3 separate regions of the Mus musculus genome follow, and all the other regions are linked to region 1. The links are chromatin contacts, called in public Hi-C and HiChIP or PLAC-seq maps. All regions are on one chromosome and are shown on one strand. Each heading gives the region's core, a stretch centred on a gene start, on an enhancer-like site or on the middle of the called end of the contact. The rest is flanking DNA. Distances are from core to core; before and after follow the strand shown.

Region 1 (2,878 bases), core at 202-2,701:
CCACATAACTCCACTGTAAGGAACGGAGCTGAGACTGGGGCATGCTTTCCAGGTGTCTCAGCTCTCATCCAGCCTTCCTTAGCATAGGCATACTCTCCCTGGGAGTCGAGAGCTCATACCCCCACCCCCAACCCTATGGTAGGAGGGTGAGGGAGTAGCGATAGTCCCACTGAGTGGAGTTTGACACCCCCCAGCTCCCTAGGAGTACCATTCAGGAGCCTCTGACTCAGCTCCCCTCCCCCTCTTTGAGGAGACACTTCCAGTTTTTCCTGCTCTTTTCTGTTCCTCCACCCACCTCTCCACCCCATTTCCCACTGGCCTTCAAACTTGAACTTTCCCAGGTCCTTCAAATACTTACCCCAGTCTCTGGGGGATCCAGAAGCCAGCCCAGCTCTCCTTGTGCTGTGCTTGTGTCCATTAGAGTGACTGAATGGGGGAGAAAAGAACGATGTCATCCCTGGGGTGGTGGTACCCAACTCCCTACACTGGGTATTCTGGGACTCCCCAGTCCGAGGCTGCCCAGAACGTCTTCCTAACAGTGTGACATCCTGAGGCAGAGGAGAAAGGCAGAGTGGGGCAAGGGCTGGGGGACTGGTGCCTGAACCAGAGTCAGGACGGCAAGCGTTGGAAGAGCAACCCCAGACGTGGCACCCACGGAGCCCTGGAGAACATCTGCAAGGATGCCGTGGGCGGACGTCAGGGAAGCTAAGCCTTTGTAGTCCTGAGTGGGACCCTGGCAGGGGGATCCTGCTGGATTTTGACTCCAGTTGTCAGTGGCCTGCTCTGGTAGGTGAGGGTAGAGGAGGTGGGGCCTTAGGTGAAGCTATGATTTTGGGAAGTGGGAGGGGCATGGACAGAGTGTGCAAAACTTTAGGTGGAAGATTGGACCCCTACACCTAGCAATCCCAAAAGTTCTAATCCTTCCACCACTGGAGGATTATTTGTGCTCCGGTTAGGCTGGCAGAAGGAGGCTTTCCGCCTCAGACTTCTGAGTGCTGCTGCAAAGTCAGGGGTGGGCATTTGGAGGGTCCCATGATGCTGCAGTAGGAATGCAGCTTCCTGGCTGTGGTCAGGAACTCCCTCTCCAACCGCAGCAAATAGTGCTGGCCAACAGAGTAGGGGTGACTGATCCCGTGGGCAGGAGTCTGGGGTTAAAGACCAAAGATTGGCCTGGCCAATCGATCTTCCCGCTACTGGGGAGAAGCCAGGGAGAAGTAGTGGGGCTCGGGGAAGAGGGCCTCCTCAGGAATGCCGGCTCTTGCAGGCTGCTGCCCGTCAGCCGGGAAAGGGAGAGGGCGGGGGTCGGTACCTTCCTCGGCGCGCGCCCCCGGGGGCAGCGGGGCGCAGAGCAGCAGCAGCAGCAATGCAAGCCCCAGGGGCCAGCGCCGCTCCATGGCGCCGGCCGGGACCTGGGACCACGGCCCCTACGGCTGGGCCAGGTCGCGAGGGACTGGGCGATCCAGGCCGGCTAGGCGGGGGCGGAGGGCGGGGCCAGATGAGGGGCGGGGCCTCAGCCTCACCTGGTTCACCTTCTTAAAGGGACAGGAGGACAGGAAGGAAACTTGTTAGACAGGTAATAAACTTTAAAACCTGGAGGCGTCTTGGTTGGAATGAGACTGAAGGCGCCGCCTAGTGGGTGTTGCTAGGAATTGACTAGACAGACATTCTTAAATGTATCCTAAACCCAACCCAGTTTTGATCCAGCTTTCAATCGAATTCAGCTTGACTTAAAAAAGATCTCCGTTTTACTCCCTTTCTTTTCTGTGGACTCGAGACTTGTCATGCTCACTTGGAAATTTAGGAGTGGGAGACATTCCTTCATCCTGTTCGGCTTCGATGACAACCATGCAAATTGGTACAATCCTTAACAAAGTCAGGAGTAATCCTCAGGGGGGGGGGGGGGGGAAGCTGGCGTGACCAGGGTGTTTAGTGGCAGAGAAAGATTGAGATTGAGAAAGGCCTGCAGGCAGGGAGCCTCAAGGTGTGCTCAGGGAGTGGTACATGGACCAGTTTGACTGCTGGGGCACAGCATTTGTCTTGGGAGCCAGGGCAGAAAGACAGGTGTGGACCAGAACCGGGAAGGTTTTGGTAAACAGGAGGAGGAGTTTGAACTTTGCCTTATACCCACGGTGCAGACACGGGGACCTGGGGAGCATTTCCAGTACAGTTTTAGTGAAGAGGTGGCAGCTCTGGGCTCTCTCTTTGGGACTGCCTCCCATCCTACTTAATAGATGTCTGTTCAGCTTTCACTATGTATGTGTTTTAAGCTCAGAGACAGTAAAGTACTTATCCTAAACAAATTACTTGTCTGAAGAGGGCTAGGGGGTAGGGGGAGCTGAAGTCAGCACACAGATGACTATAAGGTAAGCAGGGCGGAACCCCAAAGAGATGAAAACAGGCTAGCAGTGTGAGCTATGCAGCCACTCATGGCTCCAGTCCCTGGGGCCCCTCTTTTTCATCCTTTTCTGGCTTCACCCCATTAATATGACTCACGCATATCTTTTTACCATTTAAATTGTTGCATATTTTGGTCATTGTACTGGAGGGGAAGTGGTAGATCGTAGATACTATTAGAATTAATGCTTCTTCTTATTTTCCATTTTAAAAAAATATATAAGTATTGGTAGATAAATATGATCCCTAATTTCTTGACCTACCCTACTCTTGTTGACATAAATAAGTAAATGTAATATATAATAGTCATTGGAAAAACCATGTTCAATGGGAAGAACTAAATGTTGAATAGAACTCTTCTTTCCCCACTCTGTAAAATGCTCTAAGTTAAAAATCATCTACTATTTTTTTGTAGTTCCTCTCAAAATTCTCTCTATGTCTCCATACAACTTTATACTTTCCCTGTCTGTCAGTCTCTCTCTCT
Region 2 (2,843 bases), core at 60-2,559, 140 kb after region 1:
GTGGACCAGAGATTGGCTTTGTGGAAGTAAGCTGGTGTGGTCTCATTTTGACCCTCACATAAGAGATGCTTTATAGAAAACATGATCCCAATAATGTAGATAGATCCTGAGATGCTTGTGTCTAGAAGGGAAAATCGTAAGTGGTCAACCAAAGGGAATGGGTGATTGCAGCAGAAATGATGGAATAGAATTCTGCCTGAATCATTGGAGCTGCAAAGGGTCCATTAGAACCTTTAAGGATACCATGAAGATGCAAGCAACCAGCCTTACTGTTTACAGATTATAAAGTTATATATCAATGAAGACATGCTTTTCTCCCAATCAAGAGGTAGCTGAAGCCATCTAAGTAGCTAAGCATGGAGGAATGTGGTAAAGAACAGTTGGGAGAAGACAGAAGAACAGTTGACTTCCCTCATCTTAAGTTTATGAGACAGAGGGTGTCTTAGTCAGAGTTTCTATTGCTGTGAGGAGACATCATGGCTACAGAAACTCTTATAAAGGAAAACATTTAATTGGGTCTGGCTTACAGTTCAGAGGTTTAGTCTATTATCATCATGGCAGCATGCAGGGAGACATGGTGCTGGAGAGGTAGCTAAGAGTTCAAAAATGAAAATCAACAGGCAATAGGAGGAGAGATTCACTGCTTCTGGCTTGAACATTTAAAACCTTTAAGTCTACCACCAATGACACATTTCCTTCAACTAGGCCACATGTCTTAATAGTGGCACATGCTATGAGCCTCAGGGGGCCATTTTGATTCAAATCACCACAGAGGGCAAGAAACAGCTTCACCCTGGAAGGAGGCACAGGACTTTGACTTTCTTTGGAAGTAGATAGTTTTGCTAATGAAATGAGTACTTTGGGGAGCATAAGATGACTGAAACTCTTCTTATTTTATAAGAACCAAGACTTTATGTGATGTATGTTAGATTTAGTCTAAATGAGGGAGAAACGTTATTCCCATGGTTCAGATCTGAGAACATGAGGGTAAGAAAGAATAGTTATTTTCTACTGTGAATTCAGTTTGTGTAGTAAATAAGTCTCTTTATTTGCAGAACTCAAAGATAAGAGATTTTGTGGTCTGGGTCTGGAATCCTATCCCCACCATGACATTTCCTGAGCCACTGTCCATACAGCATGAATTAGGGAGAGCATGGCTGATGTCTAACAGGAAGGATTTTGCAATCTGTATACCCAAGTTGATCTCTTGGCTTCACTGTGAATTTATACAGGCAAGCCAATGTATCTGTGGCCTTAGTTTCTTCCAAAGTAAAAGGGGTGACTGATCATGCCTGTCTCAGGAGGTTTCTGTGAAAATGAAATGAGATAATTCATGCATAGCTCATAACACTGAGTATACTGTCTGTTAAACTCTCCAGGAATGTTAAGTATTTTTTAACACGCTACAAAAATGGTACTGCCCAAGCCAAATGCTACAAACAAATTAATTTTTATTTCCACACACATTTTCTTGTATCTTGTTAAGTCTTGTAAAGTCAAGCCTTTCTCTTTTTTCCCCTCTTTTTCAAATACAAACTGTTCCAACGATTCTCTGCAACAAAACCAAAGTGTTTTATGCCACAGTTAGTATTGCAGAACAGATTCTGGAAACCACTTTTTAGAAGTTCCATTGATTGGTGCTGTTCCTCGGGCTTTATCTTATGTGTATACTGTCCTAGATATCCTCAGCTCGTGGTCTGGATTACAACTGTGGCTGTAGACAGGGTTTCTGTATGTGAAGGTTGAGTGGAGCCAGTGTGGGCTATAGGGATACACCACAAAGACTGCATGGATCCCTGTTGAGAAAATCTGTTCTGGTTAAGTGGACATAGACACTGAAGCCAGACTAGAGACCAAGTAAGGAAATTAAGGTGGAGGTTAAGAGTGAGTATTCAAGAGGGAAACTGGGTTTGAAAGCTCTTTGTGGAAGCAACAAGCGTTATTGTTTTTTCTCATTTTCTCTGTTCTGATGAAGAGTCATCTCTCTGTCTGAGCCACTACTCTGCCCGATTGCCAAGGAAAGGAACAACATGCTTCATGGTTCTGACTTATATACTTTCTTCATCTTCCTTCAGGTCTGGCCAAAAATTCCCATAAAAGTCAGCCAGCTTCTTTGCTAGAGCACTCTTTAGTTCTGATCTGGTTAGGAACTGTTTGCCTGCTTTGCTGAGGAAGAGAAAGCATGCTTACATGTATGTACCTCTGCATCTCAAAGATATCCGTAAACATTGTCCCACTGAGGAATAGAATGTGAACAAAACATACTAGAAAGAAGCCACATCTCACCTTGAAGTTTCTACACGCTGGTTGGCTTATTAGGACTTTAATAACTGCAGAGGTTGCAATGTAGCAGGTCCACATCCTAATTCCAGTTTATCTTTGGCTATCTTTAGTCTCATAGTGATGAGACTTGCTCATCTCTGTGACTATCAGGTAAAACATTTTGGAGTGTTATTAATTGAGTAGATACTAGCTTCCTCCAAACAGAAGGCTAGGAATGTCATCAGATAGCATCTGGAGCCTACAGCAGAATTTCCCCCAATTAGTTATAACCTGCTACCTGCTCTTTATATTTATTATGACTTTGTTTTGTTACTATAACATCATCATGAAACTGTTGCCATGGTGTGATCTGGAATTTGAGGAAACCAAACTCTGATTCTTGGGCCATAGTCACTTATATTAGGCTCTAGAATACTTTGGTATCTCTTTTGAGACATCTTGTCATTGGGGATATATCTCAAATGACATCATAGATCTCAGTTGTGGAAATGTTTTCTGGTCAAGTGGACATAGACACTAAAGGCAGAGTGGAAGACAAACAAGTAAAGTTATGTAGGCCT
Region 3 (2,970 bases), core at 325-2,824, 190 kb after region 1:
TATAATGGAGTGTTGGCATGATGCCTGAGAGTCGATGAGTGCTGGGCAGACGTTCTCTGTATTTACAGAGCCATAACATTTTAACCTGGTTTATGGAGCTATTTATAGTTTATAATGAGAAGGACACAAAGTGAAGACTCTGTGCAGTACATATACTGCGCAAGGCACCAGAGAGGCCCTCACTGTGCTTTAAGTTTTATTACTGCTCACCTTAATGAACTTACACAGAGCCGTTACCAAACAAGCTCATCTTCTCCCCCAGAGGCCTCACACTCTGCAAGTTCTCTGCATACGTCTCTTAAATGCAGAAGACCTCTAGAGGCAGTGAGCCTAAGATACAAATCTTATAAAACACTAATTAATTTTCCCGTGTATGGGTGTTTTGCCTACATGTTTATCTGTGCACTATATACATACTTGGTGCCTGTGGAGTCCAGGAGAGGGCACTGGATGAGATGTTGTGAACCACCAGGTGGGTGTTAGGAATTGAACCCATACACTCTGGAAGAACATCCAGTGCTCTTAACTACTGCACCATCTCTGCAACCCTGAAATTCAATCTTGTTACTGATTCTAGGATAGTGTAAGGAAGCTACATCACAGTGAAACAGGCAGCTGGGCTGTTTTCTCCAGGATTCTTCCAAGAGCTGTATCTGGGAATTCTCCTAGCTCCTTAGCAGGTAGCTTTGTTCCTCTGAGTTATTGGGAATATCACTCCTTGCTTATGCTTGAATGGAAGCCTCTCTTATGGCTGTCCCATCACCTCTTACAAAAGCTTCTGTTAAGAAAATAAAATTAGTTTAGTTGCCTTCTTATCATAATTACAATAAAAACACAGTTATGGAAGGCTGAGTTGTCTTCAGTTGCTGTTCCATTAGTTGTGTCTTCTGACACTTAGAAATATTTTTCCTATTTTATTAATATATTTTTCAGAATTTTCCACACTGTATCATGAACATATTCACCCCTGCCCCCATTTGCAGATAGGGCTAAATAGGGTAGGGGGAAGGAATATGGAGAGGGGTAACTAACATTAAAGACATTTTGAAACATTATATGACAATTTTAGAAATATAATTTTTTGTTTATGTGCTTGTATGTATGTGTGTGCTTATTCATGTGTGAACAGGTGCTGAGTGTGTGTGTGTGTTTGTGTGTGTGTACCTTTGTAGGCCAGACCAACCCCAATTTGTTCCTCAAGTGCCATCTACCTTTTTTCTTTTTTAATGTTTATACTACCATAATGTTATTTATTATTATTCATAATTCTTGAAGGTATCTCATTGTCCTGAAGCTTACCAAATTTGCTGTCTAGCTAGTGAACTCCTGGGATTACAGTGAGCATGTTATACTAGCACCACCCTCTCCCATTCCTTTGTTAAATGTGAATTTTTGTAGAAGAAGATCAAACTCGGGTTCTTATTCTGCCAGGCAAGCATTTATCAACTGCCATGGTAGTTTTAAATCTTCCCTTGCGTGTGTTTTTTATTTTCAATTCTGCTTGCTATTTCCCAGCTGACAGCTGTGGAAATGAGACCTTGGCTTTCCTATACTACCCTTTCCAACATAAACACATACCAGAGAAACACACACACTTCTTTTCCTGGCATAACAATGACATCATGACTTGAGTATTGAACAATACTCACTGTGAATAATTATGTTCATCTTAATTATGACTGAGTTATAGCTATTTTATCACCACTAATTATTATGTCGTTTTTCTTGTAAAATTTTTACTTCCCCTGGTATTAATAATTACCTCATTGACTGTTTGCATAGCACTCTCTGTGGCTATCAATACTTTCCCTGAACACTGAGACAATAGTATAAGTCTTTGAGTTTATTTACCATAATAGGCTGTGTGTTTACTCTATCCAGTCATAGACATTTTTGCCATAGCCCTGACTCTTTTTCTACCCCATGGACCACTTATTCATATGTTGGTATTTCTTGGTTCTTTGTTCTTATTTGTAAGTGGGTCAATATAAAACATGGACTATCATTTGGTAGGCTTTGGAAATTGGTTGGTACTTCAGTGATTTCAGCGGGAGATCTGTAAATGACAGCTCTAGCTGTCTTCCCTGGCCATGCCAGCATACTTAGAAAGGGATCTATTGATTGTCACCTGTCAGGAATAAGCCTAGCTGCTCACAACCTGGAAATCTCTAGGGAAAGAGACAAGCAGGTAGAATGCTGAATCTTTGTCAGGGCTCCTCTTCTGAGCATAGGACCTGCTTTGCCCTGTGTATGGCATCTTTAAATACAGAGTTCACTCACTCAACCTTTTTGCTTTCTGCCGGGAACTACATGGCAGCTATTGTCGGCAGCTTCTGAGAAGACTTTTAAACGTGTCTGTATTTTATGCCTCCCTGTCATTTCGTTCTTGCTGGGTTCTGGACACTGTCTGGTAATCTTCCATATACCTCTGCACTTTCAGACTACTTCCAGCTTAGATCTCTGGTTTCCTTCATCTGCCTCATTGATTTTTCTACCCACCTGTTCTGTCAAGCTTTAAACTTCTTGGCTCTCCCCACTGCTCTCATTTCTTTGATTCTTGAAGATGTGTGTCTTTTTAAAGTTCTTGCTTATGGTTTTAGTGACGTTTGCTAAAAGCAGGTGTAGATGCATATAAGACGCATGCACAAATGCGCTGCTTTAAGAGTGTCTCCACCACGTGCTGCCTGGCAGGATGGAAGCCGAGTCTTCTCTTCCTTACACATGTGTTCCCTCCTGACAGCAGCTAGGTCCCTGCTTTTTGTACCCTTCTCTTTTTCCTTCCCTTCTTTTCCTTTCTCTCCTCTCCTCTTCTCACTCCCACTCTTTCTTTCTACCTACATTTTTACTAGTTGGATGAAATTAAGCAGAGGTATTGCCTTTTCCTTCTCAGTAGCTACCCATGTGGCCCACATTAAACCAGCTATCTTTTCCTTCTTCATGTGATGTGACAGTGTGTCCATATATTCTTCC

Evidence for each region. Hi-C and Micro-C count contacts between places; a contact is called where the count stands out from the background. HiChIP or PLAC-seq counts read pairs in DNA pulled down with a chosen protein or histone mark.
Region 2: a Hi-C map of adipose-derived mesenchymal stem cells shows a contact between it and region 1, with 2.1 times the contacts expected there. The contact joins the enhancer-like site here to the promoter of Epha1 in region 1. A contact is called at or near these places in 1 of 15 datasets of contacts at CTCF or cohesin (the NIH/3T3 cell line) and 1 of 484 Hi-C or Micro-C datasets (adipose-derived mesenchymal stem cells).
Region 3: a contact with region 1 is called in an H3K27ac HiChIP or PLAC-seq map of embryonic fibroblasts, with 4 times the contacts expected there. The contact joins the enhancer-like site here to the promoter of Epha1 in region 1. A contact is called at or near these places in 6 of 39 promoter capture datasets (the 3T3-L1 cell line, cancer-associated fibroblasts, cranial neural crest and 2 more), 1 of 15 datasets of contacts at CTCF or cohesin (the NIH/3T3 cell line), 12 of 484 Hi-C or Micro-C datasets (B cells, the STO cell line, adipose-derived mesenchymal stem cells and 8 more), 6 of 115 datasets of contacts at active chromatin or transcription factors (the NIH/3T3 cell line, embryonic fibroblasts, embryonic stem cells and 3 more) and 1 of 9 other capture datasets (adipose tissue).

The regions. Positions count from the first base shown.
Region 1 is chr6:42,371,817-42,374,694 of GRCm38.p6, forward strand. Epha1 (Eph receptor A1) reads right to left here and starts at 1,452. Exons shown (of 18, transcript NM_023580.4): 1 at 1,310-1,452; 2 at 359-426. The coding sequence starts at 1,394. All of the region lies in intron 2 of 2010310C07Rik (RIKEN cDNA 2010310C07 gene), which reads left to right.
Region 2 is chr6:42,512,367-42,515,209 of GRCm38.p6, forward strand. The region is part of intron 1 of Gm34752 (a long non-coding RNA gene); the gene reads left to right. Among named protein-coding and RNA genes, the nearest start is that of Gm34752, 4.2 kb to the left of the region's middle. Within about 2 kb of position 1,310, at least 22 of the 459 cell types and tissues checked have an H3K27ac peak or open chromatin away from gene starts, as enhancers often do. A contact at or near this core is called in the NIH/3T3 cell line and adipose-derived mesenchymal stem cells, where this site is marked.
Region 3 is chr6:42,560,962-42,563,931 of GRCm38.p6, forward strand. No RefSeq gene overlaps it. Among named protein-coding and RNA genes, the nearest start is that of Gm38798, 19 kb to the right of the region's middle. Within about 2 kb of position 1,575, at least 5 of the 459 cell types and tissues checked have an H3K27ac peak or open chromatin away from gene starts, as enhancers often do. A contact at or near this core is called in embryonic fibroblasts, where this site is marked.